Linked DNA regions of Mus musculus: regions 2, 3, 4 and 5 are each linked to region 1. The links are chromatin contacts, called in public Hi-C, HiChIP or PLAC-seq and promoter capture Hi-C maps. All regions are on one chromosome and are shown on one strand. The core of a region is the stretch at or near the end of the contact, and the rest is flanking DNA. Distances in the headings are between cores, read along the strand shown.

The links. Promoter capture Hi-C pulls out the DNA fragments that hold promoters and counts their contacts. A called contact is a pair of places that touch in the nucleus more often than the background predicts. HiChIP or PLAC-seq counts read pairs in DNA pulled down with a chosen protein or histone mark.
Region 2: a contact with region 1 is called in a promoter capture Hi-C map of hippocampal neurons, with 16 times the contacts expected there. The contact joins two enhancer-like sites. A contact is called at or near these places in 10 of 39 promoter capture datasets (the 3T3-L1 cell line, the C10 cell line, the HPC-7 cell line and 7 more), 13 of 484 Hi-C or Micro-C datasets (Th1 cells, bone marrow-derived macrophages, cerebellar granule neurons and 6 more) and 3 of 115 datasets of contacts at active chromatin or transcription factors (embryonic basal ganglia, embryonic forebrain and neural progenitor cells).
Region 3: a Hi-C map of cortical neurons shows a contact between it and region 1, with 2.7 times the contacts expected there. The contact joins two enhancer-like sites. A contact is called at or near these places in 7 of 484 Hi-C or Micro-C datasets (Th1 cells, bone marrow-derived macrophages, cerebral cortex and 4 more) and 2 of 115 datasets of contacts at active chromatin or transcription factors (embryonic basal ganglia and large pre-B cells).
Region 4: an H3K27ac HiChIP or PLAC-seq map of oligodendrocyte precursor cells shows a contact between it and region 1, with 26 times the contacts expected there. The contact joins two enhancer-like sites. A contact is called at or near these places in 1 of 15 datasets of contacts at CTCF or cohesin (large pre-B cells), 24 of 484 Hi-C or Micro-C datasets (B cells, the C2C12 cell line, adipose-derived mesenchymal stem cells and 18 more) and 6 of 115 datasets of contacts at active chromatin or transcription factors (double positive thymocytes, embryonic brain, embryonic stem cells and 3 more).
Region 5: a Hi-C map of forebrain shows a contact between it and region 1, with 4 times the contacts expected there. The contact joins two enhancer-like sites. A contact is called at or near these places in 1 of 15 datasets of contacts at CTCF or cohesin (large pre-B cells), 8 of 484 Hi-C or Micro-C datasets (bone marrow-derived macrophages, cerebral cortex, embryonic stem cells and 2 more), 1 of 115 datasets of contacts at active chromatin or transcription factors (large pre-B cells) and 1 of 9 other capture datasets (embryonic stem cells).

Annotation. Positions count from the first base shown.
Region 1 is chr1:177,682,308-177,687,172 of GRCm38.p6, reverse strand. No RefSeq gene overlaps it. Among named protein-coding and RNA genes, the nearest start is that of 2310043L19Rik, 42 kb to the right of the region's middle. Within about 2 kb of position 2,637, at least 46 of the 459 cell types and tissues checked have an H3K27ac peak or open chromatin away from gene starts, as enhancers often do. A contact at or near this core is called in cerebellar granule neurons, cerebellum, cerebral cortex and 7 more, where this site is marked.
Region 2 is chr1:176,926,956-176,931,820 of GRCm38.p6, reverse strand. All of the region lies in intron 13 of Sdccag8 (serologically defined colon cancer antigen 8), which reads right to left. The region is part of intron 3 of Gm15423 (a long non-coding RNA gene); the gene reads left to right. Among named protein-coding and RNA genes, the nearest start is that of Gm15423, 12 kb to the left of the region's middle. Within about 2 kb of position 1,895, at least 17 of the 459 cell types and tissues checked have an H3K27ac peak or open chromatin away from gene starts, as enhancers often do. A contact at or near this core is called in cerebellar granule neurons, cerebellum, cortical neurons and 2 more, where this site is marked.
Region 3 is chr1:176,946,303-176,951,167 of GRCm38.p6, reverse strand. It overlaps Sdccag8 (serologically defined colon cancer antigen 8), which reads right to left. Exons shown (of 18, transcript NM_029756.3): 15 at 2,779-2,887. Among named protein-coding and RNA genes, the nearest start is that of Gm15423, 7.7 kb to the right of the region's middle. Within about 2 kb of position 2,102, at least 41 of the 459 cell types and tissues checked have an H3K27ac peak or open chromatin away from gene starts, as enhancers often do. A contact at or near this core is called in cerebral cortex and cortical neurons, where this site is marked.
Region 4 is chr1:177,012,282-177,017,146 of GRCm38.p6, reverse strand. The region is part of intron 17 of Sdccag8 (serologically defined colon cancer antigen 8); the gene reads right to left. Among named protein-coding and RNA genes, the nearest start is that of Gm15423, 74 kb to the right of the region's middle. Within about 2 kb of position 2,711, at least 111 of the 459 cell types and tissues checked have an H3K27ac peak or open chromatin away from gene starts, as enhancers often do. A contact at or near this core is called in cerebellum, cochlea, cortical glia and 3 more, where this site is marked.
Region 5 is chr1:177,124,446-177,129,310 of GRCm38.p6, reverse strand. All of the region lies in intron 2 of Akt3 (thymoma viral proto-oncogene 3), which reads left to right. Among named protein-coding and RNA genes, the nearest start is that of Akt3, 120 kb to the left of the region's middle. Within about 2 kb of position 2,525, at least 16 of the 459 cell types and tissues checked have an H3K27ac peak or open chromatin away from gene starts, as enhancers often do. A contact at or near this core is called in forebrain, where this site is marked.

The DNA.
Region 1 (4,865 bases), core at 1,388-3,887:
GTGGCACATGCCTTTAATCCTGGCACCGGGAGGCGGAGGAGGAGGCGTAGGCGGAGGTGGAGGCGGGCAGATCTCTGAGTTCCAGCCTGGTCTACACAGTGAATTCCAGGTCATCTAGGGCTACATAGTGAGACCCTGTCCCAGTGCCTATAACAGTGCAAGTGTTTCTGCTAATATTGCCAGACTTTAGAAGTCTTGTTTTATTGTGAACAACCAACCCTTTCCTATCTGCAGGGGATTTTTGCCTTTTCACAAGTTTTTATTTTTAATTTTTATTGTACTGAATTACATAATAACATTTCAAGACAAGCTTATAATGTTCTTTGAACATCTGCCCCTCACATCCTGTCACCCTCCCCTTTGCAGTGTCCCCCCTCCTGTTAGTCCCCTAGACAGTGTGGAGGTCTGGGAAACCCAGCATGAGGGAAGATGGCTGGAAGTCTGTGTCACCTCTCCTCACCATTCACCCAAGGAGCTGAGGTCCCTTTGGCTGGTGTGCTACTCTCTCTGTGTAAAGCTATTGATCTTGCTGTCAGAGGCACCCTAAGTTCACCTCATGTACCAGGGAGACAAGCAGTGAATTCAGCAAGTAGAGGACACAGAAAAGATCATCTGTGAATGGGAAGACACTCTGTGCTCCTGGGAGTGCTTAAATGCTGTCGGTAGGTGGGACACTACCTAGCTGGCCCACTGACCCTAGCAGAACTGAAATTTAGCACAAGAGGAGGTCTATGCAATGCACATTTCTTCATCAACCCCCTAGCTTTGATGAGTTCTTGGCTTCCTCCACACCACACGCTGCACAACAGCAATAGCCAAACCCATCTTGTATTCGATGAGTCACCCTGCATCACCCTTGTGGGACACAGACACCCAGGAGCTTCTGGGGCTGCTGTGTTGGACTCCTGCTTTTTCCAGAAGATGAGGTACAAACAGAGGTGTGACCTAGTGATAGAGAACATGTTTAGCACTTGGTACACTTACAAAACAAAAGGTTTAGGTCTGGAGAGATGGCTCAGCTGTTAGGAACACTGACTGCTCTTCCAGAGCTCCTGAGTTCAATTCCCAGCACCCACATGGTGGCTCACAACCATCTGTAATGGGATCCGATGCACTCTTTTGGTGTGTCTGAAGACAGCTACTGTGTACTCATATAAATAAAAAAAAATGGATACATCTTTAAAAATAAATCAAGACAAAGGTTTGATCTCTAACATCACAATCACACCAAGACCTTCCTCCCAGCACTGTAAACAGAAGGCACAGGTTCTCAAGCCCCACCGCCAGTCAGGCACCACGTGATCTGTGATGATTTAACTCCTCAAGACTCCTACCCCTTCCTCACGGTTCACTTGATGGCCCTAAGTGGAAAGACCAAAGAAAATGGCTGTACTTACATCACAAAAAACACGAGAGAGAATTTGGCAGTGGGTATATTTAGGAAAGCATATGACTGTGTGGATTTGTTCTCTTTATCTATTCTGAGGCCAGGGCTTTATGCTATATTGGGGTTAGGCATCAAAACAGGTTTTGGGTTTTTGAAGAAATTTAACCAAGTATGAGTTTAGACTCTACTTCTAGGAATCCTTAGTGTTCTCATAGTGTATGTAACGTTTAAATGTTATTATTTTGGTTTGGTTTTGGTATTGAAACTGAACACAAGACCTCCTGCATGCCAAGCCTGGCCTCTAGCACTAAGCTACCCTCAATCGTTAACAGTCATTTGATTTGCTTTATCTTATATAAGCCTCAGAAAAGTATAATAATATTTATCATGAACTCTATTTTACAGATGAGAAGCCAATCATTAGAGTGAAGTGATCTGTTCAAGCGAGAGAGAGAGAGAGAGAGAGAGAGAGAGACAAGTAGTTACTTGGTACTTAAATATCGTCCTGTGTGTGGTTTTCCCAAGACATACTACATGACTTCCTGAGATGTCTTAAATAAAACACCACGGGAAATATTTTTGAAGACCCTTTCAAACATTTTCTGTATCCCTTCCCTAATTTTATAAGGGGCTGGTTTGTCTAGACTTGTATATACCCAGTATGGCCACAAGATGTCAGGTTAATCTCGGTCTTTGAGAAACTGGCTTCATTGGGGCACCAGTAGTAAGGTCCTCTTTTGCTGAAGAAGACAAATGAAAGCTATGAATAAATAATAACAATAATAATAATAATAATAATAATAATAATAATAATAATAATAATAAACAACTAAGGAATAAAGGAAAAACAAAACAAAAGCCCTTAGGTGGCTACATAGGTTAAATAGCAACTTTTCTCTCTTTCTGTTTTGAATCAAGCAACTGAAAGTTCAGATAAGCCTGTGTGTCACTTCTGTTTGCTCTTGGAGGCAGGAGGTCAGGACTTGGGCCAGCCCCTTAGCGAACATTATTCATCTGTCCAGCTCTGGAACAAATGTGAAGAAATGAAGTCGCTTCAGTGAGGGGAGACAGTGTTGTTATTGTTGCTGGTGATGGTTCTATTTGCCAGCAAGCATAAAAACATACTTTGGAATCCAAACAGGCTTGTCAGAGGGAACTTTTGTTCCATGTTTGGGCTGGGATGCTTCCAGGGCAAAATCAGGCGGGCATTTGAACCTCAGGAGGCCAGGAGAGAGCTGCACACAGCAGCCACTGATGGAAAAGGCCAGCCATCAGCTGCAGTTTCATCTGGGTGTTATTTGACTGCAGTCTATGCAGCTTGGGCTGCCAACTGGGGTCACTTCTCTGAATGAGTACTAAGGGGAGGAGGGGGGAGCAGGGCTCTGTAGTCCAGGACGGAGGACTCGTCGGCCACAAACGGGGATAAACAAGCTTAGAAGCTTGAGCTTTTGGAAAGCCGCTCCTCACTTTAGGGCTTTGGAGAGAGAAAGTGGTCCTGATTCTGCAGGATTTATCTGCTGTCGGGTCTCAATTACCCCAAGATCTCTGGCAATGCCTATGGGATCCCTTTGCTACGTGGATTAACTGCCCTGGGGACAAAGCCATCTTTGCTGTGTGTGGTGAGAGTTTAGGGTAGAGAAACTCGTGGTAACGCTAGTCTCAAGAAGCCTAAATTGAGAAAGCCTCTGCCTTTCTCCGCTACTGTTACATAATTTGAGCTGACGGTCCCATCCGCAGCTGTCCCGCTGCCTCCTCCCTCTGCAGATGGGAGAAGCTCGCTGGGTGGACAGGCTTACACTAATCTATCTATTTGGAAGGCAAGATGGTGATAAATTACGACCATGGTGAATATCACTAAGACGCGGTAGAGCCAACAGTACTCTGAATTTTCAGTTCTTCCTCACAACCCTGCTGGACTACCTAGGGCATCACTGAATGTTTTATTTCACCTTGAGATCCTGAGATAAGATAGGCTCTTACTCCAGAGCCCAAAATGTCCCGGTCTGAAGTGGCAAGCTCCCCACAGGAGGAGCCCGTGAATTTCAATAAATGGAGGAGCCTCTTATTTTGTAAATAAAGTAACAGCTCAAGGAAATGAAGTGATTGCGCCAATTATACACCTAATTGGTGGCAGATTAGGGACCGGAGCACAGCCCATTACTTCTGCTTCCTATCCCACTTCTGCTGTCTTGAATTTGAAAATACCTTTCACTTTATTTTAACTTAATTAGTTAATGGACTATTGCTTGGCTGGGACTGGAACTCAGGTAGGCAGATGCTCTACCACGAAGCTGCATCCCTAGTTGGTCTTATTTACTTAAAAACATGCCTTAAGTTAGCCTTCAGTTTTGTTTTTATAGTCAGGCCAGAGGCCGCCACCCAGAGCTGTCTCTGCTTCTAACCTCCAGGTTCCTTCTCATCTCAACCACAACTACCAGGCCTTGTAAACCTTACTGACTCTCAAGCTGAAAGGATAATTTTCAGCATTTAACCTCAATTCGGGCCTTTAGGATGGAATGGGTTTCACAGCATGGCCTGGGGATGTTTTCTAGAAAGAGCCAGATAGTCAATATTTGGGGTTTTGAAAGCCATACCTTACATAACAATTTGAGATGAAAATGTCTTTGTCATAACTACTCAGATTTGAGTTCCCAGCATGAAAACAGCCAAAATACACAAGGCTCCTGTCTATGATCGCAGCACTTGAAAGGGTGAAGTCTGGGAGGACCGTGACTCCAAGATCAGCCAGGGCTACACAGTGAGTTCAAGACCAGTGTGAACTATATGACACCTGGAGTCAACAAAACAACAAATAACCGAAAAAAAAAATAGCCATATAGTATACTAGGTAAATGAGCACGGCTTCTTGAGAATCAATTTAGTCTCTGGGACAAAATCTTCTACTTTTACAATAACGAAACCCAATTTTGAGTTTCTATTCTTCAGCATATTATGGTCTAAGCTCTGTCTTTGTGTTTTGTTTGACCTGAGTGTATGAGATGGTGTCTCAGCTTGGGCTACTGTAAGGCAGGACTGGGTGCCTCAAACACCAGACATTTTTCACAGTTCCAGAGGGTGGGAAGTCCAAGGTCAAGGCACTGGGCGATCCAGTGCCTGGTGAAGATCTTGCCTGGGTTTTTAAAGGTGGCTGGTTAATAATTATGGACCCACATGGTGTGCGTGTGCATGTGTGTGTGTGTGTGTGCACGTGCGTGTGTGTTTAATCTTCCCTCTCCCCATCCTCATTTGTTTTTGAAGACAGTATCTGCTTGTGTAGCTCAGGCTAGCCTTAAACTCCCTTTATAGCTCAGACTGCCTTGGAACTTACTGTGTAGCTCAGTCTAACTTGAAACACACAATACTTACACCTCGGCTTCTCAAATTCCTGCTAGAATCACAGGCATGAGCTGCCATGGATTCAACATTTGTGTTTCTTATAAAAGAATATTAACTCCATTCGAGAGGGTGCCCCCTTTCA
Region 2 (4,865 bases), core at 646-3,145, 750 kb after region 1:
GAGAGAAGCAAACATTAGCAGAATGCTGGTCTAATAGAGGCTGCTTGCACTAGGTGAAGGGACCTTGCCCCTCAGAACACTGATTCGGAAAGACATGTAACCTTCTTTTGGACATTGAAAGGTAAGAACAGAGACAAGAGGGAAAGATCGCTGAGCACCACGGTAGCGTCACCCCAGGCACACACAGGGGCTTGGATGCGTGCTCCCATACACAGCTCCCTTCTGTAAAAGCATACGGCAAAGACGAGGGAGCAGTGTCAGGGCTCCTCTTGCAGAAGGACTCACTCAGGAACTCAGAGAATATTTGCCTGCCTAATATGCAATGTTTATTATATCTTTGAAATAGAAGGAGTAGGAAGGAGAAAGTTTCATTTGATAACAACACCTTAGACATAAATTCTACAGGGAAAAAAAAAGGCAGCACACTTATGTTGCCAGGTTGCAGTAGAGAAGAGGGAAGCCGTTTCTAAGGGCATTACTAGGTGAAGACGGAGCTGATGTCGTTCACATCTTTAATGCCAGTTTTCCTAAAACAGCATATGGGTGTAGGATGCAAGGTAAAACATTCAGCTCCTTAATAAAGAACTGATGTTAGCTTCTCTTCATTCTGAATGTGCCTGCCTAGCTGCTCTGCTTTTCTAAGAACTACACAGGCTGGAGACACTATCATTTTCCCCGCTTTATTGATCTCTGACTGCCAATGTTATTTTGACAACAGAGGATATTCATTTTTCACCCTTTTTTCTCAGTTACCTTTAGGCAAAACCTGCTTTGAGACATGAAAATATTGCAGTACTGTAGGACAAAGACCTGGGAGGTTTTCATAGACTTGATGAGAGAGAAGACGGGTTTGCAAGATTCTGTTTAAGAGTTAGAAGAGACTAAATGACAACTTTAAATCTGCCACAATCATTTACTAATGTGCCGCTATATCAAATAAGTCTGATTTTTTGACAGCACCAAATTAGATTTATTGCAGAAACTGCTGCATAAATAGCATATGGCTATGTTATACCACCTATTTCAAATCCTGGTAATGTTTCCCCCTCCCCCCTCCAAAATGAATAATTTGAGCCAAGCTATAAACCTTCTGGAAAAATAAAAAGGAGAAAGGAAGATACAAGTTTGAAAACAGACGTAGGAGACCTGAATCTTGTTGTCAAAGGCATAGCATTTGAATAAATGTGCTGACCTATCTGGAATTATGGCTCTTCAATGCACAATTAAATTTAACAGGTTGGCTTCTCATTTTTGCACAGTAATTTGATTTTTGTTTTAAGGTTTGGGCTCTAAATTATGCTTAGATTTTGTTGTTTAGTCCACAATTACATGGAGCAAAAAGGACGAGCAAGTGGCTGTAAGTCAACCATAGCTTGAATTAGGTTATTAAGAATTATTAAGGAGAAACATACATATCACCTGGTTGCTTTTAGTTTTCATTTGTGAGAAATCATACCAGGAAGTCTTTTCTAATTTTATGTATAGTCCTGATGCTGCAAACTGTGGATAAAATATAGAGCGATCACTTGGCGTGCTACAGTGGAGAAGAGAACGGCAGAGCCACACATGCTGCAAAAATCAAAGTTCCACAGAAGCTGACATTGAAAACTCATGCAACGAATTCAGAGATGGGCAGTACCTCCATTCCCAGTCTCTCTCCAACACCCAACCCCACCCCCAAGTTTGAGACACTCCAACTCAATTCTCCCTTTTGAACAAAAGTTTCAGTGCGTCCATCGATGGGAAAGGCATTGCAAGGTCTTCCCGCAGACCAATGGGCACACCGCTGCACACACCGTGGCACTGAGCTACCCCGCAGGCTCCCTCTCTGTGGTCAGTCTTCCCAGCTGCCCTATCTGTTACTGTCTGATTAGTTCTGCTAAGGAGCCCCTCCCCTGCCAGCTTTCAGTGCCATCTGTTCCACACAAGATGGCTGCTGCCCAGCAACCTAACACTGCCCTCCTACCTGGCACCCGGCTACCATCCTTACCCCAAAGTGCTAACACAGGTTCTCGCTGCTGGCAGAGTCAGGGTTTCATTACTACTACTTTGACAAGTGCAGGGTTGTTTGTAATTTCTCTTTTATCCTGATTTTGATTGTACAACCACCTCCCACTGATTCAGTTTGCTTCAGTTTTGTTGCTCACAGATTTCACTCTCCACATTAATCTCCCTCTGGCATGTTACTGCATCTGTTCCCTTTTTTATTATTAATTTTCAAATTCCCACCATTTTTGACAAAAAGGAGGTAATCTACACTCTGTTTCTGCCCATTTCATTTTCTTTAATTTGGAAGATAAGTATGAAAGCATGCCAAAGAAGTTAATTCTCCGTTAACAGTTTGTTTTCTGGCATCCCTAAGCCTTTGTATATGAAAGACAGATAGGATAAATGTTGACAAAATCACAGCAACAGAGTCGGACCATTCCTGACTCTAATGGAAAGCAAGCACATAAAGCAACATCTAAGATGTTTTTAGTGCTAGGAGTCGTCTCCAGCACCGTGACTCCCTCTACTTTTACAGATAATTTTTTTGTGAAAGTCAGCCTGGGTGCAGGATCAAAATTTGGGTTCCTCTATAGTTCTGACATGGGCTTTCTTTTTGTTGTAGATGGATTTCATTGTTCCTTAATAGGATTATCATCCTTTCTCGGCTGAAACATTGCTGACCAATTCAACCACTAAGGATTCTGAATAGATGTCTTCTTTCAGGGAGAGAAAGAACCCAAGTGCCAGCAGTGCTCACAGGAGAACTTAAGGAGCCCTGGGCTGCAACGCTGCTGCCATTAGCAAAGGACAATATCAGGAAGGAAAGGATGGCTTTCCCTCTAAAGACAAAGACTAAAGTTAGAAAAGAGGGAGTACTCTCTGTAGCCTTAATTTGTCAACGCTATAACCTTGCCAACAAGGGCTACCTAGAGTAATGGATCATGCCCTCAACTAGCCTCAAGTTTTCTAGACTGAACATTGTGACGGCTGATTACCATCATCATCATCTTTTTATATGAATTCGTTTTAAAGCATTGAAGTCTCTGAACAAGCAGAAGCATAGAAGCACAGCCCCTCTCTCTAATTTACAGAACTTTGTGTTAACATGATTTTACATATCCATGCATCCTCATCAAGACTCAGATATGATTTCTAGAAAATGAAGGGCAGTTGACAGAACAAGGATGTGTCTAAATCAAGGAGAGCCAGCCTGCTGAAGCAAACTGAGTCAGCTTCCAGAAGGCAGGCAAGGGCAACCTGCTTACCCACTAGGGACATGGTACTTTGTTTTTAGATGTCATGTCCAAGTAGAAGTGCAGTCATATAAAATTCCCCTTCTACCTCTGGGTCCATTCTTTGGGTAAATCTTTTAGTCAGAAACAGGCTCCGGTAAAGACAACAATGTTTTCAAGGCTGACTTTTTAAGAGTACCTTTTCTGCAGAAGGAATCCCCCCTCGACCTCAAAACCCAAGCAACCCATTTTTCTTTCCTGGTAAACTCCAGGACATGAGAAAGAGACTCAGTTCTCTCCGAGGTGATGGAAGCATGCTGGAGGCCACACGGAGCCACTGTGGAACAGACTTCACTTAGCTAGCCGTCTGCCTTACAGGCTGCTTCCCGAATGTTGCTTTAACCTATTAGTACTTGCTCCGGCCTGAAACTGACTGCATTCCACCCCCAACCCCAATTGCGGGCTTATATGGTGTAACTGTGAGCAGTGTGTTCCCCATGAGGCTGACTTCAGTCTGTGTCAGGTCACAGAGGAGAATGAAGCATTTCCCAGTCTCTTAAACCATCTTAAGAGTCTTAATAAACTTCATGTCTTGGATTTATCAATCAATGACTCACTGTGTAATAAGCACGTGGTTATTAAATAAAAAAGGAGTGCTATCTAACAACTGACCTACTAAACAAAGCCATGGAGGAGGGAGGAGGTGGGTGAGAAGAAATTAAACACCATTAAGCCAATGACTTGTTCCCTTCCCTCCATGGATCTTACAGTAGTATGGGAGGACAGAACTTTCTTTTAGAAACGCTGACTTGGGAACATTATTTTACCACATGCTGCTACCTTTCCCCTTCTATTTTCATTGAACTTGATGCTCCTTGTTGTTGAGTCAGGCAAGTGGTGTGGGCAATACGCTCTTGGTTTCCTCTGGGCTTCTTCAGAAGATGAGTTGGCTGCCTCAGCCGCCATGCTCCAGGCTGTGGGCCTGTGTGGCAGGGGAGAGGAGAGCACCCCCAGCGTCGATGTTCATTGCACACACATTTGGGCGGTGCAGAACTGAGAGCAGCGAGCCAGGGAACATTGAGCAGAACCTGCAGACACACATTTGCTGGCAGCCTCTCGCTCAAGTCTCTCTGCCCAGGGCCACTCTGAGACCAGGGTGTCTCGCCTGTCAGACAGGTGGAGAGACCACGCATAGGCAGTGTGGGGTCCACCAGAGCAAAATGGAATGCCTCTGTTTTCCTGGCTCCTTGACAGCCTACTTTCCCTGATACTGGGTGGGGGAGGAAAAGAGGATGCAATTTATAACAGCACCAAGGCCATCTATTTTGAGCCTTGAAGATGTTGGTTGCACATATATTCATTTAAAATTATTTTTGACACGTTCTCTGCTTAATTTATTCATGAAAGGAGTACAAGAGGGGGAAATGAGCTTAACTTTTAAATGGAAACTTTAGGCTAAAAATTCTTGAATAAAACGCAAGAGGAAAAAAACTGAAGTTAACCATGCAACATAAAGAAATACATTGATGCTAAGTGTCTTCTTCAAATGAGCCCAGTGGGGCTCAGGGCTGGGACCTAAACAAACTGATAAATGCTATTCTTTTTCCTTTTTTCCCCTTAATAGAAAAGAGCAGAGGTAAATTT
Region 3 (4,865 bases), core at 853-3,352, 740 kb after region 1:
GAACCCATACTGCACTTCTCTAGTGACTCTTCATGGTTCTAGTCAAATGCCCAGATCTGTAAGTGAAAAAGCACATTTTCAATGCTCTGAATCCATTTGTTTAGTGTGGCCTTCTGAATAACGAAAAAGGCTTACAGAAATTTTAGCAAGGAAAGGGGGAAATATCTTTTTATTATCAACCAAAAAACCCCATGTTTTATTTTTATTAAAGATTTATTATAGTACTTTGAGAATAGCCTGGACCAAAACCACTACATGGATTAAATAATTACTCTGGAGCCTGAATTTCCCCAGTGAGAACTTTTAACCTCAAAGGCCATCAGAAATGACTTAACCCAAGAGCTTGGCACAGAGCACACAGACGTCACAGGTCTTATTACATTATGCTTTGGTCCTTTGGGGATGTATAGGTAGTTTCACATCAGAAGATAATATCCAAATCGAGTGTCAAATGGGCATAAAGGAGAGGGTGAAGTTAGGAACTGGGGGGTGGGGGGAACAAGGCAAGACTGAGGAGAAACGAAAGCATACAAACACGAGCCCTTAACCGCCACTCACTGCCTCTACTGCTATCTTGTGAAGCACAGAACAACTTTGAAACATATAACTCATGGCATGTTCACTACTTGGAAGGCCTGAGCTTTGAAGAACTCAAGAGAATTCTGTATGTTACTATTTGAATCCCTCAGACTCAGAACCAGGTGTTACAGCCTGACCCACTAAGTTGTGAGCGCCACCTTTTTTGGGTTCTGTTTAGCCCTACATATTTTCATCACAGACTTTTGCCCATTAGAAAATGTTACTCATATCTTGCCCAGTTAGTGAAGTTTGCATGAGCTGATAGATCAGCCCCTGTTCCTTAATGTGGGGTGAGCAAGCACTGTGCCGGGGGCTCACAGCTGTCTTCCCCAGCTGTGGGTTCCTCTGCAGCCCAGCCAACCACAGATGGAATGCTGGGTCTATACTGAGCACGAGTATTTTCCTGTGGTTAGCTTCCACCCAGTACAGTTTAATAACTCATCTCATAGATTTACATCGTATTAGCAACTATAGGTAACCTAGAGAGAATTTCGACTATGTGGGAGAGGGTTTAGGGTGTTGCTCGGTGCTGGGCTACTAGACTAGCAAGTATTAGGTCCTGGGCCTCATTTTTAACACCATAAAAATAAGAAATAAAATTAAAAAATGAAATACGTAGGAAAATATGAACAGGTTCTATATAACTACTACATTGTTTTATGTTACAAATGTGAGCATTTGTCATTTGTGGCTTTGGGTGTGGTGTAAATCCTGCAACCAACACCCTGAGGTTGTCAAAGGGTGTGTGTGTGTGTGTGTGTGTGTGTGTGTGTATACGAGCGCATACTTGTGTTTCTCATTCCTGTCATTAAATGTACTTCTAAATCCTATAACCATTCTGCAACATGACTTTAGAGGCACTTTTACAAAGCTGAGGTTTAAGGAGACCGGGCAACATGGTCAAGGTTACATGTACAATAAAATGACTGACAAACCAAGATTCTAATCTGGTTCCTTCTGAATCCCAAAGAGTTCTTTCCTGAACAGTGCTTGTCACCCACAAAGGAACAGGCTGGCACCAGGAGTCAGACCAGCATGTGGAGGATAGCAGCACACCTGTTTTCCCACTCATTTATCACTCATTCAATAAATATGCATTGGGTGCCATCTATGTGTCAGATAGGAAGGAGCATGTTTCGTTTACAAAGTAGCAGTCGGGCCTGAGAGGTACGGAGGTTCAAGTTCACTAGACTAGTATCCTGGGAGGCAGATTAAAGACGGAAAGCAAGGGCCCAGAGACATGTTACAGGTTAGCCCTAGCTCTCGGTCTAACAATTACATCCCAAGAATGTCTACTTTTCTACAGGAATTTAAAGGTTAATTTTCCCTCCCTAGCCTTTGCAATGCTCACCTCTCCTCTCCTTCTCTTTTAAGAGGCAGACTCTTGTTCTGATGCCGAGGCTGGCCTAGGACTCCTCGGCTCAGCTCGGGAAATTCTCCTGCCTTCCCCACTGCAGGTGCATGTGTCTCTATCCAGCAAGCCTGAACTTTCTTTAACAGCAACTATAAATATCACCATGGCTGTAAGAAAGACTCTAGACACTGTGTAACAGCAATACGTAGGCCAAGCCGCTAACTCTCCTACCCACAAGCTATTCAAATGATTATGCTTTTTATTCATATGTAAAAAAAACCTAATTACTTTTGTATGCTGCTGTGAAAGTTAAGAATGTATTATACCAAGCGTGTTTTCTTCCTCAGTGTCCCAAATGACTGGCCTTAAAGACAGCTTTTGTGTGTTCCTGAAAAACTTGGAAATAGACTAAAATGCCATCGCCTATATCAACAGAAGATTGTAGAACTGCTTGACTTATTTGTATCCTTTATTATGCTAATGGTTATCTTGGCCTTTGTTCCTGATTTTCATGGTTTTAAGTTATAAACACTATAAAAATCCAAGTACGTATACATAACCATGAAAAAAAATATCTAAGTTGGGTTGCGGGAGTAGCTTGGGAACAGTGTGCTTGCTTACCATACAAGGCCCCGGAGTCCCTCCTTGGGACAGAAAGGTTGTCTAGATGGACAATCACAAAAATATGCACACAGAGATACCTGGTTTCTCAGAAAACTTATATCAATGCATGGCACATTTTAGTAATAAATTACGGTAGAGTAAAAATGCAATTTTAAAGCCAAATTTTAGCTATCAAATAAAAATATTCTAAAGACAATGTACAATGTTACCCAATCACCTACCTGCTCTTTAGTGAGACCTTTTCCAGTTTCTTGGCTAACAAGCAGCATTCTTCTTTTAATTTTGTCAGAAATGTGTTCTGGGATGTCAGCAGTAAATACTGTTCACTTTCTAGAAATAACAATAACCCACCAATATGAGACATAAGTGGCTTTGCTCTGTAACTCTTGCCATGCACGGTGCTAACGTGCTTCAGATCACTCTGCCCTTCCTACATCCACCAGATCACTGTCAGTGTCCTAAGTGAAGGACTTGTCATCTGGCGGGACACTGAGTCTTGTGAGACATTTATTTTCATAATAAACTTGTATACCAGGAACAATTTTGATCATATCAGCTTGTGTAACATTTTAGCATGCTCATAAACTGTCAAATATCTCAAATGAAGTCATAAATGCTTATATCTTTGAAGTATGCAAGATATTATATTTTTATTTTGACAATTTTACTATAAACAGTGTCAAAAATTATCACAACCAGATAATTCGAAATTAAAGCCGAGGAATTCTCTGCTACACTGTACTTGGTGCTTGATGGTTCTTATCTGCCCATGTTTTACCCCCTTAGAGCTTGTATACACTCCAGTCATTAGGTGGAATACACAACTGTCCTTAGAAATCTTACCATACTTTCATAGTGTGTGTTTCAATAACAGTCTGGCCAGAGACTAAAGAGGGTGTGATTTGTGTGTGCATTTGCAAAATAAATGATCTTAAAGACGATTTTAACGGTCAAAACCTTTCCCAACTCTCAGGTCCTGCCCAAACTCTTGGTCCAGGATTCTACCAGCAATAGCCAAGGACAGTTTCCCCGATGAATTCCTCTTTGTGTTAGTTTAAAAAAAAAAAAATCAACAAAATCTTTTGGATTTTTTTTATTTCTTCTGGCTAAATGCTAAGGAGAAACTCTATACATGAGGCATCAGGATAGCTGACTTTATAAGTAAATAAATCCATTAAAGAACTTCAGGTTACCAATAGATGAAATCATTTTTTAACCATATCTTTAAATATAATATGCATTAAATCCTGTGAAATTCATTTGTAAATAATTTTCCCTTTTCAATTTTTACTAATGTTCGGGGGGGTGAAGCATACAGCAAACAAAGCAAAATAAATCAGGGCTCTAAAATTAAGCAACATTTTTTGTGGAAGAGACAGGATCAATTAAACTTTTGTTTTAATGGTACAATCAGCGTGGAGTATGTGGTGTAGAATTATAATGGCTGACACTGTCTTGTTTTGACTAACACTGTCTGTGAACACACAACTCAAAAGCGAAAGGAACTACATAACGCCCTGACTGCACACATCAAACTGCCTATTTTCAAAGTGCATTTTACTTTCAAATTAAAGGTAAAGAGTTACTGGCCAACTCAGTCTGCAGAATAGTGCCAACGTGATGAAAGATGGCGATTTTGGGCCAAGCTGCCAGCTGTGGTCAATGCCTTGTATTAGTGAATTTTAACAGCAGTTCTGAGAAGCTGACGAATGCAGAGGATTAAGCATCACTCTCGACTGCATTGGGGGAGGTGGGGGAAATCATACAAATGCTAAAAATGTTCGAAGCTGCAAAGATTAAATAAAGGAACATATCAATTTGGAGCCACTGAATTACATCCAGCTGCGACAGTGAATTAAGAACCGATTAATGGGTAAAGCTTTTCTCCAGTTTGGATGCTGAAGCAAACTCATTAGGCTTTTAGAGTAGCTATAATGTGTGTACTGTGGGAACTGTTCAATGCTATTCAGGAGACTCTAACTGTAAGCTCAGAGCATTTCCCGCAGAGCTTCTGATGCTATTTTCTTTATATAACATGTGTGCCTGAAAACCCAGCCAAAAGCAAGCCCTTTGTTTTTCTACTTTGTTGTGGTCTCTCTCAGCTCTACGTTTCTTGAACACAGGTAAATAAACTCATAATCCAGATGGTGCAACAGATGTGAGAGCAGCACTCTCAAGTCAACAGACAGTGGGCAATACTTCCCATTTTCTCTTTTAAACGCTAACTAATATGTAATTCGGAATCTCCGGTGCAGTTAGCATCTGCTCCCTTCGGCCAGCCAAAGGTTACAGGTGTTCCTGATGTCAT
Region 4 (4,865 bases), core at 1,462-3,961, 670 kb after region 1:
AGACCGTAGTGGGTTATGAAGGACATCTAGCTTAGCAAGTGGTAATAGCTACTAAGCTCAGCAGTGCCCACCAGACCCTAGAGCAGTCTCCCCAACATAGGCCAGAGTTTCTGGTAGGAATACCAAGATTCTGGCCACTTTCAGCTATGAAGCAAGGCAGAAATCACAAGTCACCATAAACAAGTGACTCCTTGCTGACCACCTGTCTGAGATTTTGAAGACAGCTGTGGTCCCTTCCATGGATGGCCTGGCTCTGCTGCCTCTTCAGAAGCCAGAGCCAGGGGAAAGTGGACAGGGCAGAGAGGCTGTCCTCAGACAAAGCAGGACTTCAAGGGATGGGAGGCAGCTCTGGATGGGCCAGAGACACGGATGCTCTTGCAGGAGCACCTGCAAAGTGTCTTCTACGCATGCATCTCATCACCAGAGCCCCTCCAGCGGCATGTGTCATTATTTTGGCTCCCAACCACTTTCTCTGCAAAGGGGCAGGTATTTGTTTTATGTGAATCATATTTCCATGGGAAATAAATTTTAAGAATTCCCAAAGGACAGACAGTGTCACTACCAGCAGAGTGGAGCCTCTGGCTGCCTTGTGTTTGAAAGTGTTACAAATGAAGACAACATTGACATTTGGGGTTGTAATGTGACGGAATTGCAGTCTTTTAAAGGCAAGAACCACTTATCTCCACTGCATGTAATATTCAGTGTTTTGTTCACTTGTCTAATTGGATTAAAATATTTAGCTCCCTTTAAAAACTTGATTGTGAATTTATATTGCAAAATATAATGTCTAACTCAGAAAGCAGAAAGAGGAGCAATGCATCTGAAGCAATGTAAAATTCAACATTTTTTACCCACCATGCCTACTCTGGAAGTACACAGCCTTGGACAAAGGGAGCTCTTAGAACAGGCCTCTTAGGTGAAGTCTAGTGTGCTCCTCAGTATTAGTGGCAAACAAGGCGCCTAGATGAACTGCTAAGCTGTGTGCTGTTTCAGCTGCTTGGGGAGGTCCCCATGACTTCCCCGTGATTATGTTAGAAATGCAGCCCAGGGTCTTATGTCATTCTCTAAAAACACCCAGCAGCAGGGAGTTAATGACATCGTAGCTGCATATGTTCAAGTTGATTTAAAAAAATATGCAAGTCACTTTGGTTGACAGTGTCTTGTACACAGTTTTGAAAGAATCAGGGCAAACTTTAACAGAGTCAGTTTTTATTTGAAAAATATTTTCTGGGAATGTATCAGTGTTTATTTTTGAGACTGACAATTCGGGTGAAAATCAGGATAAAAACAAAAAAACAACAATTTGGTTGAAATCAAATTGTTTGTTTTCATCTATTTAGAATTCTTTCCAAAAAATCCTGGTTCAGGAGGAGGCTTTGTAAATTATTTTATTTAGTCTATTTTCTGTTCCATTCATAAGACACCATCTGTCTTGCAGGTAGTTAACTGTGTGTGGGCCCTGAAGTCAGCTAGGCAAAGCCCCTGGGCTCTAGAAAGGACAAGATAAGAGTGACCATCTCTAGATCCCCACTTTGTCTCTCCACTCCCCACCAGCCAGTGGGTCTGGGCTACCCTCACTTGAGCTGCCCATCTCCAGACTCAATCCTGTGTGTGCTTCTACTCACAAGCAGGCCTCTCCACCCCTCCCTAGGATTTGCCTCTCATGCTTATTTTCAACTCTATTCAATGAGTCCTTGGATGTAATGAGATAATGTCGATGATCTTGAATATAATCACATATGGCTGCTCGATCCTTGCACAACTTTAAATCAAATTAGAAAGTACATTCTCTGCCAAGAATGCTTAAAAGTCATAGGGCCAACTGATTAACCACTGACACGGCAGCTTCCGACTCTGTTTTCTAAACTGTGAGTGATTCATAAGAAGGGACTCAAAGGGAATCCCTCCCCAGACTGAATGCTGAGGACTGAACAGGCAGGCTGCTCAGGGTGACAGCTATTGCAGGATGCCAGGCAGCTGAAACCAGAGTCATTACCCAGTAAGTAACTCAAGCCCATCTTGATGGAAGAAACAGCCCTCCCACTGGACAGAGCGTTTCTGTTCTCTTCCCTCTCCTAGACCCATCCTCCCCAGGAACAGAATCCACAATTTCCTCGCCAGCTGGCCCCACCCTTCCTGGCCAGATGTTACTCTTTGGGTTTAGGCTTCTGACCCCAACTCTGCTCCAAGCTTTGCCCAGTCAAGCCTTGCCCCTGGGCCCCATGGTCCTTACCCACAAGCCACCTCCACACTACCACTATGGCATCTCTGGCAAGTCAGGCAAGGAGAGAGAACAGGGATCTAGTCCAGCTCTCATATCAGAGTCAGGCTGAGAGGGCTACCGCCAGGGTAAGACCAAGACAGCACGGTCATGTCCACATCCTTCCAGTGTAAGTGAAGAAGTTAGGAAAGCCACCATTTTTAGTCAATCCTGAGGAAGGAGCATACTATAAACCAGCTGGAGGATTACCCTGCACCCTGCATAGTCACTTTCCTACCACATGGCAGCTGTGTAAGCTCTCCAGCCCAAAGTGGCATTGGTACATAGTCACTTACAACCAGGACAGGTTCCCTTCATGGGCAAGAGACTGTGTGTGACTCAAATCTAAACAGAAGCCATTTAGAATAATCAAGGCTTAGAAACAAGGCATTTCCTGTTGGAGGCCACCATTCTTTCTCTGAGCAGGCCAGGGCTTAGGAAATAGAGCCAATCTGAAGGACGTGACTAAGCTCCCAAGCAGCTGTCTGGGTCAGAAAATACCCACTCTCTTTTGCGTTCTGAGCAGACAGAGATTTTCAGAGTTTGACATGCAAAATTAAGCTATTATGCTTAATTCATCCAGGCAGAGAAAATGGAGGCCTTCAGCCACACCACTGCCACACTGGACACAAAGGCATCTATAAGCCTCAGATGCCCAGAAGTCCAGGTGGAGACAGGTCAGAGCACAGCCTTTCCCTCCATAGCGCTGAGGAGCCTCTTCCCCAACCAGATACATACAGTCAGTCAAACTTTGACTTGCTTACTTCAAGGATTCCACATTTAAAAATCAGTTTACAATTCAGGTTTATTTTGGGCAAAAAAATGATTCACATTAGTCCCAGGCCACCAAGTGCCAGCACATGGAGACCAGTGTAACACTTGTGCCAGAGTGGACTGGGTTAGAGACTGTGCAAAGAGCTTGCAAAACCTCCAACTGCTCCCAGCATTTGCAACAGGGAGCCATTACCTCTGCCAAATTTCTTTCGCCGTGGTCATCTTAAAATAACACGCAGGGTAGAATTTCAATATAAAAAAGCCCCATCAGAGATGCTCCAGACAGCAAGGGGTAGACAAGTCATTTGTGTTGCCACTGGCAAAGGAAGACCTTTTTCCTGCAATATTCTTTTAAGTGCAGTGAATTTGGAAATTCTCAAGCTTTTAAAACTCAGGAAAAGGCTTCTAAAAATACGTGTTCCATGTTAAGATCTGTGTGTGCCATAAAAAAAGGGTGGTGATTAGTCCAAAGGCAAAGCTCACCATGCCATAGATCCCAGTCCATCATATGTCACAATAGCCTAGTTACCAAAGGTGGCTCTGGTGACTTTGGACTTTGATGAACCAAATCTCCCTTGGACCTGCCCACAGACCTGGGTTATGACCAAAATCCAGTTCCTCCTCTAGGAGATGGACTCTGCACTGAGCCCTGAGCACAGTAGAGATGGTGGTGTCACTGCTGGCTCCATGGGAACTTCTCAGGAAGGGGAGAGAGTGACCTCAAGTATGGGGCACTTCAGGCTACCAAGTTCCTAAGATCCCACTGAGCAAACCACTACCCTAACATGCCCAGTTCTCTTAATTCTCATGCAGCAGATGAGGACAGAAGCTCAGGAGAGCCATGGATGCCTTGGCCAAGGTTTTCAAACGGAGTTGTTTCTGGCTACAATTCCAAACTAAGAGGTTCTTTCTGTCTTTACAAATTACCCCAATAGCGTATAAATGGAGGTGCCTGGGTTCTGCTTCCAGACATGCCTGGAGTGTCGGGAGCCACCACAACTGGGTGTTTTACACACATTCCAGATAGTGGTCAGTGTATTGTCAGACCCTGCTGACCTGTGCCCTCTAGCCCTCCAGTGCATACTTCTACCATTGTGTGAGCCCTCTGCCCAGTGTCCAGTTTGGATCTTTCACAACTGTGAACTTGAAGCAATTTACAGGACTGAATAGGCAGAGTTCAAGGCAGGTCAAGATTGTCAGCTCAAGGTCCTTTCGAATGGAGAATAAGAAATGGTCTTTTTTCCTTTCACTTCCAGAGGCTTCCCCACTAACCACTGCAAGCACCCGTATACATCCTTATCTTCACAGATTGCTTAATGGGGCAAAACCCCCAGAGCCTCTCTGATGTGAGGAGAAGTTGCTGAGAAGAACAGTAGTTTGTGCCACCCGTCCAACTTACCTGGGCTCTTTTCCGCCATTATCTAACCTGAATGGGGACAGCTTGGGCTCTGGAGTCAGACTTAGGTTCCATTTGCTGTGCCCCTATTTGCTAGCTGAATATGCTTGTTTGAGCCTCAGTTTCCCTATCTGCAAAATGGAGACAATAATATCAGCCTTGCTGGCTTGCTTAACTGGACAGAGTGAGCACATATTTTAGATAGATACTTATTTGGGCTAAGTCATCTGATTACTCTCATGAGACCTTCCCATCTTCGAGCACCCCTTTCTTCTACTGTTAAAGTCCTTCAGTCCTCAGTAGTAGTTCACAGCTGCCTCCTCCACATGTTGGGCCTGAGCACTGCTCTTCCTCTTTCCCGCTAGTCTTCCCCACCAGTGTTCCTGCATGGTGTGGCTGCCTCTGGTATGCCTGGGTTGATCCATGTGCCTGAGT
Region 5 (4,865 bases), core at 1,276-3,775, 560 kb after region 1:
CCTCTTGCAGGTAAAGTAGTAGTTGAATACCTAATTTTCAGGAGTATTACCTTAGATCCTACCATGAGTCCATTAAGTAAATAGGAAGCTAATTCAAACAAAGGAGGAGGTATTATAGGCAGAAGATGACAATGCTTATATGAGGGATCAATGGAAGAAACCGGCATGGCCTGTTTTCTTCGTCTGGCAGTTAGTCCCCCACTTGCCTTGGCCCCCTATGGAATATTATTCTTTAAGAGGCTGGCGAGATGGCTCAGCAGTTTACTGCTAATGGTGGTTTACAGCATGGGTAATCCTGGTTCCAGGGGATCTGACACCCTCTTCTGGCCTCTCTGGGTATCTTCATGCACATGTTACACATATGGACAAGCAGATGCACACACATATATATACATAAAAATAAAATTTAAAAATTAAAAGAATTTGAATAGCCTTTAAAATTACTACAAGGTTATGTTAAATATTATATATCCCATTGATAGCTACAATTTGAGGCCTCTATTTTTCTGCTAATTAAAAATGTTCCTATATCGGCTGGCTTCTAAGATTGCTCCATTTGGCTCTCTGCTTCCTGTGGTGATACAAGTTCTTGAGTTTGGCTGTCCAGCAACCATATAAAATAAGTGCAGGAGATCATGACTTTATTCCTAGTCTCTAGTAGCAGAGAAAGACTAAATCACGGAGCTCATGGCTTAGCCAGCACAGTATAATCTGTAAACTCTAGGTTCATTGAGAGCCTACCTCACAGGGCAGGGTGGAGAGTGATTGAGGAAGGTGACACCTGGCTTCACACACATGTGCACATATAAGTACTAATGTGTATATGTGTGTGGTCATACATGAACAGTATACTTGTATATGGACTTTAATAAAATTTCCAAGAGATAGCCTTTTTACTCATTTGGAAAAATTATGATATGAACCAGAAGGATTTTAAAATTTATTTCCCAATATTCATTATATTGATTTTTCTTCACTTCTTAATAACATTGTCCAGGCTAGGGGTAGAGTATATGCTTAGCATGCATGGTTTCAGACTGCAGTACCAGGGAGGGAAAAAAAACCCAAAGCTTTTTATACTCACTAAATATACCACTTAACTACTATTTGATTGAAACTACTTTTGATGATTTCTCTAGTGGCCACCTCATATTTAGTGGTGATGGAAAGTCAACATTTTTTTCTTCCTATGTCAGCATCATGGCTAAGGACATTATAAACAAAAGAAAATATATGTAGACATCTGTCTAGCATTAATTTTATTTAATTTAGACTTTGGAAACTAAGACTCAAAGACTTACATGTTTTTGTGCTGTAGGTACTCCCACCAAAGTTTCATTTTATAGTCCTGAGTGACCTGGAACATGTCATATAGGCTGGCTTCAACCTAACAGAGACCTTCCTACTTCATCATCCCCCATGATGACATTTATGACATGTGTATTAATGTAAAAGTAGATAATCATGGGAAAATATGATAGGTAATATGGGTAATATAATGGTAATAGGCTGGAAAGGACTGAACATGGCCTGTTAGTTGAGAACTTTCTCTTGAAACCTTCAGAGTTCAAGATTGTTTCAGAAATAGGAAAGACATTTGTCAAAGGAGAGACTAAGACCTGCTTTAAAGGAAAGTCAGAAAGTCTTTACTAGATTTAGTCCTGGCTCAGGGGAAACAAGCAAGAAAACATTGAAAATGGCCTTCTTGCTTTTACGTTTTCCTCAAATGCCAAGGTAACACATTTGGCTAAAATCCTTTGTTAAGCTCAGCTTTAATTTGTTTTCTGGATTGGCTTTGAGTTGCATTTCATTCTACTGACCAAACTTTTGGAATGGTGTTGCCCTCTGTGCTGTCAGGTTCCTCTGTGTTCTTATTTGCAGGAAGTATAATTTGGTATTTAATAAACATCTAGCCAAGGACTTCACACTTTGTACATTACGCCTGAATCTACAGGATTATATTGTTTATAAAACCTTAGTTACAAACTGTGTGCCTTATTCCCACTTTTTCATGTATTCAGACCAGGCTGCTCTCCTGAGAATTGTGTCATATTAATTTCACTGAAAATTATTGCCACCCTATGTGTTTTTTAGCCTTTACTTTTCCTAGGCTGACCTCAAGACAGTTGCCTATTTTCCTTTGTTCAGTGTTTGAGTTCTGTCTCTGCTTGAGTAGAAATCTTGGTCTGTTCCCTCTCTTTTGCTTTCCTTTACATCTTTACCACACTCTCAATCCATTCCTAGTTCTGCTGATTTTATTCTTATGTTCGAACCTATTATGTATGCCTCGAACTATTTTCCTGGAATGACTCACTCTCTTAGTCTTTGATGCATACTCTTAACTAGATTTCTGCGTCTCGTCTGTGCCACTCATGTTCTTTCACTTGTCTGTCAGAAGGATCTTTCTAAAATTACATCTTAACTATGCCATTCTCCCCAGGAAAACTCTGCCTTGGATCTTCATTGCCTACTGGATGGCATCCAGCTTCCTTAATGTTTCATACTAGGATCTCTTCAATCTGGCCGCTCCTTTCAGCTCCTGCTCCATGTCTCTTCGGCTCTGCAGTTCTGCTTCGGCAGTGCTGAGCTGTTTATAACTCCGTGAAAACTTTGCTGCTCTTCTGCTCTTTGTCTTGGCTTCTGGTTGGCAGGTCCTCATCTTCTATTTGCCTGTGTAATTTTCTTTTGTCTAATTAATTTTAAAATTTCTTTTCCTCATTGATTCATTTAAAACTATTCTTCTGCTTTCCTCAAACTGGGGTTTGGTGCATATGTGTGTATGTTTATCACCTTGTTTCTTGGTTATCTGGTTCATGAATAATATGTCTTACTTATTCGTCTGAGTTATTCAAGGTAAAATAGTTTAATCTTATAGAGTCTACATGTTATGACTTTAATAATTATTCTTGAATATCTGAACGCATACTATGTAAATTTCTCCTTTTTAGATAAGAAAATGAAGCCTTTGGAGTCGGTGATTTGTTTAAGGTTATCTTCCTAGATAATGGTATTTAAATACCAGGATTAAAACTATGTGATTCAAGGCTGAAGAGATGGCTCAGTATTTAAGACTGCATACATACTGACCTGAGTTCAACTCCAAGCACCTATGTCAGGTGACTCATTCCTGCTTATAACTCCAACTCAGGGAGAGTGACACATCTGGCATCCATGAGTACTTGCATTCACTGGAACATACCCTCCATACACATAATTAAAAAGAATGATTCTTTTATATAAAAAAAAAATCTTGCAGTACTCTGCTGTCATTTAAATGTTATTCTTTTCCCTCCCATCATACTAGGATCTTATGTTAGTCAGTGCATTATATACTTGTCCTGTTGTGAAAACATGCATAAAAGAAGCCACTGAAGGCAGAAAGATTTATTTTTGCTCCTAGTTTGAGGGGTTTCCTGCATTAGAGGTTAATCTTTTTGCTTTGAGCTCATAGTGAGGTACTGGTTTATGGTGAAAAAGTAGCACAGTAAAATGTTTTTTCTCATGACCAGGGAACAAAAGGAGAAAGGACCAGGTTCTTATAACAATCTTCAGGGATATGGTACCAATAACCAAAAGACACAGGTCACATCTCATGAAGTTTCTACCATCTCCCAAGAGCTCCAGACTAAATGCCAAACATTTAAAATGTGTCTTTGGAGAATATTTAAAATCTATGCAAGCATACCGTTTTCATCTTCAATTTTCATTGATTTAGAATATAAAAATCATTACTTACATTGTTGAGTAGCCATTGCATGTAGAATGGAAATTTATAAAGTACTAAGGGATGTGGATAACAACATTTGACCTTTATTCTAATTTGTGTTTATCAGATCAAATATGGACTCTGAATGAAGTTATCTTCAAAAAGCAGTGAAATAGAAATGTAATTTAGGAATTATTTTTAAGGATGGTATAACCATAACTAAAAATTAAAAGTTACCATGACTCATTTCTGTTAGTCATAGATTGAGAAGACATTGTTGAGAAATACATGCACATTGAGTTGAAAAATACCACTACAAACACATACTGTCACATGGTACTTTGAGTAAAGTAGTTTTTCTGTCCATTAGCCATGGTCTCTGATATTTTATATCTTTTTACTGAATTCTTAGATTATTAAACTTCAAAGAGGGAAAAATTCTTCTATGGAAGAGTGAATAACTGCCCAGATGTCTTTAGGTTCATCCTGTGTTTGCAAGGTCCCTACTTATTCTGTATGGTGAGAAGCAGGGTATGCCAGCACCTGTCTCAAGAAACTCCTCCTACAAGTCTGCCTTATGTGCTGCAAATATTGGTCTATCCTGAAATTGTCTCTTTTCCAAAACTTTTCTTTATTCTCTTTTATAAATGATAGGATTTCTACACTCCTAGCTGCCCCTCTTTTAAATGAATGTTTCCTATCTAACCTATTTTTTACTCACATTGAAAATAGAAAATTATGGTTCTTAAAACCACCCAAATGATCTTTATGGCTGAAGTTAGAGTCAGATTTCAGATTTGGAGACAAATAAGTTCATGGGTTAAATCAAAACATATGGAGAGAGAAATTTAGATTTAGCATTTATCTTATATATCTAGAAGGGTCATTAACTGTCTAGATAGATATGAATTATGAAAATTCAGAATAATTAAATTTTAAAAGTCTGTTGATCATTTAGTATCTAACATGGTACCTAGAGGATTATATCATAGTTTTTTTATATAGGAATTTGACATAGACACTGTATAGTATCATTGGATACATAGTAGATGAAGAGAAAAATGGGTTTAGTGGCCAAAATGAATATTTTATTAGATAGTTTCTTTATTTACATTTCAAATGTTATCCCCTTTCCTGGCTTCCCCTTTGAAAACCTTCT